Regions from separate parts of the Mus musculus genome. Here region 2 is linked to region 1. A link is a contact called in public promoter capture Hi-C data. All regions are on one chromosome and are shown on one strand. Each heading gives the region's core, a stretch centred on a gene start, on an enhancer-like site or on the middle of the called end of the contact. The rest is flanking DNA. Distances are from core to core; before and after follow the strand shown.

Region 1 (4,016 bases), core at 1,030-3,529:
GTTTCTTCTCCCAGCGTCTCGCTATCAAAACAAGGAGGGGGGAGAGAGAGAAAGGGGGAAAGAAGGGAGAAATGAAAGAGGGGGAAAGATAACATTGGTAGGACGAAGAAACACTCAATGTTCCTTCCCCAACCTTATCTAAGTTTGTCCATTATCTTCGTGTGGGGGGGTATATATGCATGTTCATGGAAGGCAGTATATACACATATATGGATATGTGTGTGTGCATGTGTATATAAGGAGGTCAGAGGGTCAGTTGTTCCTTGGGGGATACCAACCTTGTTTTTGAGGCAGGGGCATCTCACTGGGACCCAAGGCCTAAGTACTTGAGGCTGGATGACCAGCAAGCTCCGGGCATTGCTTGTCTCCTCCTCCAGGGCACTAGGATCACAAGGATGCCACCACATCTGGCTTTCTATCTTGAGCATTGGGGTTCAAATTCAGGCTCTCATTATTGAGTGGTAAACACCCTACCAGCTGGGCTCTTTTTCCAGCCCTATATCTGCTTTCCGTTGCCGGAACAGAACACCCGAGACATGCTAGCTGAAAGAATTAGAAGTTTGTGGGCCGGGGAAGTAGCTCAGTAGACTCGTCTACCATGCACAAGGCACTGGGTTCAGTCCCCAGCATTGCATCCATAAACCTAACCCAGCACTTAGATCGGGAATTTGAGACCATCCCCAGCTGTGAGTTAGGGACCAGCTTAGGATCCACAGAACAGAGGCTCTGGAGACTGGAACATCCAAGTCTATTGCTGGCTTCAGTTCTGGGGCAGTAAATCTGCAAGTGTGCAGAGAAATGGTGAGCCTGGAGGCTCACCATTTACTCAAGTGAAACAGTTCTATCTCCTACGACCGGGTCTTTTCTCAAAGGCCTATCTCTCCATCCGCCACAGAGGCAATCACATCTCCATGAGCAGCCAGGCATACCAGCCCACACTTGTAATCCCAGCCTTCAGGAGGCTGAGGCCAAAGGACTGCTGTCCGTGTAAGGCTGACCTGGGCCACATAGTGTGTTTCAGAGAAGCCTGGGCTACTAGGCTATAGAATGAGACATTTTTTAAAAATAAAATTAAAAAAAGGACTAGGAAAGGCATGACAAGATGGCTCAGCAAGTCACGGAGTTTGCCACAAAAGCCTGGAGACCAGGGTTCAATCTCTGGAATTCATAGATAGTGGGAAGGAAAGATTCAACTCCACAACATTGTCTGACCTCCATATATGTGTGGGGTACACAACCCCACATGCAATAAAAATAATAGTAATAATAATGATACTCGTTCAAGACAACCAAATCAAATCAAAATGCACACCAGATAATGAAAACTTCGTATTAAAAAAACACAATGCAAAATAACTCACAACTAACGTGTTCAGATGGGAATCAGGTATACAAAATGTTAACTAAAATATACTCTTGTGAGTCCCAGCCCTAATTTCAGCATCCAGGGGGGCTAAGGCTGAAGAATTAAGTTCAAGACAAGCCTGGGCTACATAGTGAGATCAAGGCCAGCCTAGGGTATGTAGCAAGACTGTCTCGAAAACAGGAAAAGAAGGACCAGTGTTCCCGAGCTAGACAGAGCTCTGTGAGGTCAAAGGACAGCTTGGTCTACAAAGGAGGGTCCAAGCCAGCCAGGACTACTATAGTGAGACCTGACTCAAAAAATAAATAAATAAAATAAAAGAAAGAAAAGAAAAGAAATCTGGGTTCAGGGAGGACCCCAGAGAGCTCCACAGGGATGGAGCAGTTCCCCCACCCTTAGATTTGCTTTCTAAGGATCATCTCATATAATCCTCCGTGGTTCCGAATGGTGGAGACTCTCAGAGTTCACCGGGTCGCAAATGTGGAAACTGAGCTTTGGACCGAAGAAGCACCTCGCCCAGGGGAAAAAGGAAACTCGGAGAATCCGCTGCGCTGAGCGCAAAAGCGGGGTGACAATTACCACTCCGTTATGAAGAAGCTGGGTTGTTCTAGCCCCAGGCAACGGGGTCTGTGCATCGAGCCCAGTTCTCCAGACAGTGGGGAAAGGAAAGAAGGATCTTGGTGTCCTGGCCCCTGTCTATCACCCCCTGACCCGCTACTCACCTTGCATATTTGGTTTTCTGGAAATCCAGCAGCCTGGCCAGAGTGAACATCGCCGCGGTTCCATCAGCGCCCAGACCAGGGCTGGGACGCGGGAACACCAGGAGCCGCTTCGGGAGGCGCAGCAGGTTGGAAAGGTGTCAGATCCTCGGGCTGCTCCAGGGCCTTGAACAGACCCGATCAGTTGCCTCCGGAGCCCCGAGCCCCTGAGCCTGGAGTCTCCCGGATCGCAAATCCCGAGCAGATGGTGGCGGGGGCGGGGCGGGGGCGGGATATGGGGGGGACTTGGGCGCACGCTGCCAATCGCCCGGCTGGGAGGCCCCCTCCCTCCTGCTAGCTTCTCCCCGGGTCCCCTCCACCCCATTGCTGTTCTAGCCAGCAGAAGACAGCTTGGACTAGACTGAACTGCCTCTGTTACGGCTTGCCATCCGGGCAGCACTGCAAAGCCACAGGGGACGCCTGGGGACCGAACTAGGTGGCACCCTCAGTTTACTTATTGCAGGCTCTTAGCCCTGAATCCACCCTACCATCCAGGACTCTGTGTCTCTAGGAACCATCTTGCTCCACCCCCTCCCATTCCACCTTCGCCGCTGCTCCCCTCCCCCCTGCCCCCTGCCCCAATCCCCATTCACATCCACATCCCAGTACCAAGATGGGGACATTCCATCATGTTCAGAATCTACAGCCCCAAGTCTATCCTCATGTCTTCAAACTCCAGTTTTCTTTTTATTATTACTTTATTGCATTTTAATATTTTAAAGCATTTATTTTTAATTTATGTGTGTATATGTGCGCAGGGTGGGGGTGGGGCTATGTGCATATGTGAGTGCAAGTGTGTGGAGATAAGAAGTCTGGGATCCCCAGGAGCGGGAGTTAGGGGCAGTTGTGAGGCAACCGAAGCGGGTGTTGGGATTCGAACTCCAATCCTCTGTATGCACAGGAAGCACTCAACCGCTGAGCAAGCTCTCCAGCCGCCTGCAGTTACGTATTTATCATGCGTGTAGAGGGCAGAAGGCAACTTGCAGGAGTTAGCTTTGTTCCTACACCATGGACAACTTAGGGACAAAACTCAGGTCTTCCGGCTTGAAGACAAGCATCTTTACCTGTTGAGCTGGCTCACCAGCCACCAGATTCAGCTTTCTGCTTTAGGGGGGGGCGTGACATCTTTGGAGGACGTGGGAACCCAATCTGTCTCTGAACATTTTGAACACCCCTTGAGGGAGCTGCAGGGGCAAGATGGTCTTTGGTGTTCATGACAGCTACTATTGTTGACTTTCCACTTGGCAGGATCTAGAATCACCAAAGATACAACCTCTGGGCATGTCTGTGAGGGATCTTATTGGTTGGGTAAGGGAAGGAAGGCCACCCCTAAATGTGAGCTGGACCTTGATCCTGGGCTGGGGGCTGGCCTTGAATAAAAGAAATATTGTGAACTTAATGCCAGAGTTCCTGTCTCCTAGATTCTTTTTGTTGTTGGTGGTGGCGGTTTTGTTTTTAGAGATAGGGTTTCTCTGGGTCGCCCTGGCTACCACTCTGTAGACCAGGCTGCCCTTGAACTCAGAGATCCACTTACCTCTGCCTCAATGCTGGGATTAAAGGTGTGCATCACCCCGGCCCAGCATCTCTCTGCTTCTTGACCATGTATGCAAGGTGACCAGATGGGTCCCCAAATTGACGACAAGTCCTCTCCTCCTCCACCATGGCTTCCCCCTTCCTAAGTCCATAGCCCCCTGATCGTCTCAATTTGCTTATTTTTACCCAGTGCTACAGGTTGAATTCAGGCTCCAGCACATGCTAGATGGACACTCCATGATTAGATTACATCTCTGGTCCCCTTTCACTTTTTTTTTTTTTTTTTTCAGATAGCCAGGCAAACTTACTCAAGCTGGCCTTGAACCCACTCTGTAGCCCAGGCTGACAGTGAACTTGTGATC
Region 2 (4,016 bases), core at 720-3,219, 290 kb after region 1:
CTCCCACATTCGAGAGCACGCACAGGAGCCAAGCACAGCAATGTGGGTCTACAGTCCTGGCTACTTAGGAGGCTGAGACGGGAAGACACCTTGAACCTGTGAAGTTGACAGCAGCCTAGGCACCATAGCAAAATCTAATCTCAGAGGCTCAAACCTTACTGGCTGGCTATGTTGCTCACTCAGGGAACAGAGGAGCTTTTGAGTCAGGACTCCATAGGATCACACGAGCAGACATGTCTATTTAATCCCTAGGACGTAGAAGTCATTGAGAGCTACTAATACAGCAATACTATCCTGGAACTCCTCTTGCTAGAGACATAACTTTCTACCACCTCACTCCTCTCTCATTAGTCTAGAGCTGGACCACACACTCTCTTTCCTGTCAATCAAAGAGACACTTCTGAGTCCAGTTTTCTTCAAAGAAAGAGAAGCTTCCAACAGACCCCAGACATAGTCCTCATACCCTGGAAAACACTTGTAAGTCTCACTGGATAAATGCAAGGAAACTCCTAGGACTTAAAAGTGTGCCCAGAGATCAGCAAGACGGCTAAGTGAGCAAGAGAGCTTGCCTTGCAAACCCGATGACCCAAGTTCAAACCCTGGGACCCACATAAAATGCTGGATGCAGTGACCCACATCTGCCATCCCAACACTGCTAGCGCAAAGTGAGAGGAGGAGATAGGGGCATCTGTCAAAAGCTCACAAGCCAGCTACTCTGGAGTATACACCATCAAGAGAGATCCTGTCTCAACTGGGGGGAAAGGCAGAAGCGATAATTTAGTACTACTCTTTCGGAGGACCTGAGTTCGATTCCCAGTACCCACACTGGGGAGGCGAATAACCACCTGTGTAACTCCAACACCGGGTGCACATGATCCTCTGGTCTCCTCAGACACCTGTACTCATGTACACATACCCACACACAGTTATACATACACACATACACACACACACACACACTAATATAAACCAGATAAAAGGCAACAACCAACTCTTCAAAGTGGTCCTCTGACTTCCACATGTACGCCACGACACGCACCCATGACATGCACATGCCAGTACTCACGCATACACACACGCTAATATGATAAATAGGTGTACCCCCAGATGCGAGTACCTAGGAAAGAACAAATATAACTCAAGATAGGGAGGAAGGCAACAGGGAAGCTACCAGGTGCTCCCCTAACCCCCGCCACGGCCCCATACTGTCGTCTGCAGAAAAAAATACTGCACACCCGTAACAAGACGCAGTGGGATTCTCCAGCTGACCTAGATCATAAAGCTCTGGGGTCAGTCCGACGCCCTATCACACTCCCGCGCATCACAAGTAGACTCCAGAAAGAAGTGGGCTGCACTTAAGCTGATAGAAAAAAAGAAGAAGCCAGGGCTGGGAATGGGGTCGAAGCCCTGAGTTCCACCCTTAGCTGCACATTAACCACCGCGTGATGATGCACACCTGTAACCCCAGATTTACAAAGGCTACAATAGAAAGATTGCTGTACGTTCAAAACCAGCCTGGGCTGCACACTGAACTCCAGGCTAGACTGGGCTACAGTGTAAAACAAACAAGAAAACACAAGCAGAAGGGACAACGTCCCATAGCTGCGAGGGCAGAGCCAACACACAAGGAGACGGGGGAAAGGCCTGGAAACTCAGCAGGCCACGTGAAAGGGTCCATTCTGGCCATCGAGATTGTGCGCCTGGGAACAGATGGGGTCAGGAGAGGAGAGGGCCTGGTAGGAGGGTAGGAGACGGCAAGGATGGGCCTTGGAATAAAGCCAGGGTCGGGAGGGAAGCCCAGAGGGGACTCCAGCCGCCGGGGCTGGAGGTGCAGGTCGTACCTCTCCGGAGCTAGCCGCCGGAGCTGCAGCCTCACAGTCCCCCAGCCTGCCAGCGTAGGGATGCTCGAAGCCGGCGCGGCCACAGCTCCACAGAGACCCCGGTAAGGGGCGTGGCTGCGGCGCACGCCTAGACGTACTTCCGCTTGCGCCCGGATGGACCCGGTGCGGTCGCCATGTTGGGTGTGGCATAAAGTACTCTCAGGATTCAGAGGCGTCCAGAAGGTCACGAGTGACCAGTCTCTTAAGCTACCTCCGCAGTTTCTTGCTGTCGCTCCAACAACATGCGTTCTGCTCCAGGCCTTTGCATTTGCCATTCGCGCTACACACTGCGCTCCAAGTCATCTGTCACAGCGCTCAGGTATCCTAGATAACCATAGCAACCTTCATGTGCACACGCTCCTGAATTTGCCCCTCATCTTGCGTTACAACTCTCAATAGCTCTTTGCACCGCCTGACTTGCTAAGCCTTTTTGCTTGTTTTGAGTCTCACTCTGTAGTCCTGGCTGTCCTGGAATTAGCTATAAAGACCAAGCTGGCCTTGAAGTCACAAAATCCGCCTACCTCTGCCTCCCATCTATGCCTAGGCCACTGTTTATTTAATGTATGTGAGTGCACTGGAGCTGTCTTCAGACAAAGTTTCTGGGAATTGAACTCAGGACCTCTGGAAGAGCAGTCAGTGCTCTTAACCGCTGAGCCATCTCTCCAGCCCCATCTTGTTTTGTTGTTGTTGTTGTTGGTTTTTGGTTTTGTTTTGTTTTTTTGTTTGTTTGTTTGTTTGTTTTGGGTTTATCGAGACAGGGTTTCTCTGTATAGCCCTGGCTGTCCTGGAGCTCACTTTGTAGACCAGGCTGGCCTCGAACTCAGAAATCCGCCTGCCTCTGCCTCCCGAGTGCTGGGATTAAAGGCGTGCGCCACCACGCCCGGCTGTTTTGTTTTTTAACACTACTGAGGATTGAACCTAAGGCTTCCTTTCATGCGTGCTAAGTAAGCACCCTGCCTGTACCCCCATAACTAAGCAGAGAGTCTGCCTGGTACTGTTCTTTGCATGTCAACACTGAACAAATAAATATTTGCTGAATAAATGAATAATAAATGTTTCCACGGCGTTTCCAGTTAAAAATGGTTTCCTAGAGCTCGTGAAATGACTCGTCAGGGAAAGGAGCTTGACTCTGACTGACCACCTGAAGTGAGTTTGATTCCAAGGACCCACACGCTGGAAGGAGAAGACTGCCTTCTAGAAGCTGCCCTCTGGTGTCTGTGTCTGCACTGGTCATGCACATGTGCTCTCGCTCGAGTGTACACAGAGAAAGAGTCAGGAAGGAAGTCCAGATGGTTTAAAATTAAGATAATAGTTTAATGGGAGCTGGGGATGTAGTTCATTTGAGTATTTGTCTAGCAGATACATAACCCGGGGTTCCGTCCCTGGCACTATATAAACCAAACCAAACGGAAACAATCTTAGGACTCAGAAAGTGGAGGCAGGAAGACCTGCAGGTCAAGGTTACCCTAGGCTATATAGTGAGTTTGAAGCCAGCCTGGTCTACATAGTGCGTTTCAGGACTGCCAAGGCTATAGAGGAACTAATACACCCTTCTTCCCTTGGGACACATAACTAAAATAATAATTATAAAAATTAATCAAATTATGAACACAGCAGGAAAGCTGAGTTTGAAGCCCCTGGTTAAACCCTCCAGTTTAGCATTGTCATCTACTACAGAGAAGAGAAAATTTACGAGCAACAGGAAGCCACAGAAAGGGGTGGGCACAGGGGTGAGTTGGAGCCACTGATGGAGCCCGATCGCTCGACATCAGCTGATTCTCACTGTGCCAGATAAAGATGGCCACAAATGTACACCCCAGCCCATCTCCCACCACTACCATCAACACTCAACAACTTCTTCCCTTTTCATTTTTAATTATATTTCTTATTTTACATTGTGTGGGGAGACAGAGAGAGAGAGAGGTGTATAGGTGCATGTAGCAGGAAGCACATGCAGACGTTGAAGGACAGACCCGGGGAGTCAGTTTCCTCCTTTGGCAGTGGTTTCTTTTAAAAAAAAAAAATTATTTATTTAATGTATATGAGTACACTGTCGCTGTCTTCAGACACACCAGATGGTTGTGAGCCACCATGTGGGAATTGCTGGGAATTGAACTCAGGACCTCTGGAAGGGCA

What was found. Promoter capture Hi-C pulls out the DNA fragments that hold promoters and counts their contacts.
Region 2: a promoter capture Hi-C map of frontonasal cranial neural crest shows a contact between it and region 1. The contact joins the promoter of Fbxl18 here to the promoter of Mmd2 in region 1. A contact is called at or near these places in 4 of 39 promoter capture datasets (cranial neural crest, frontonasal cranial neural crest, hippocampal neurons and 1 more), 2 of 115 datasets of contacts at active chromatin or transcription factors (both in embryonic stem cells) and 1 of 9 other capture datasets (adipose tissue).

Annotation. Positions count from the first base shown.
Region 1 is chr5:142,606,473-142,610,488 of GRCm38.p6, forward strand. Mmd2 (monocyte to macrophage differentiation-associated 2) reads right to left here and starts at 2,280. Exons shown (of 7, transcript NM_175217.6): 1 at 2,086-2,280. The coding sequence starts at 2,135.
Region 2 is chr5:142,893,269-142,897,284 of GRCm38.p6, forward strand. Fbxl18 (F-box and leucine-rich repeat protein 18) reads right to left here and starts at 1,970. Exons shown (of 5, transcript NM_001033312.3): 1 at 1,842-1,970. Gm38733 (a long non-coding RNA gene) reads left to right here and starts at 2,036. Exons shown (of 2, transcript XR_003955825.1): 1 at 2,036-2,199.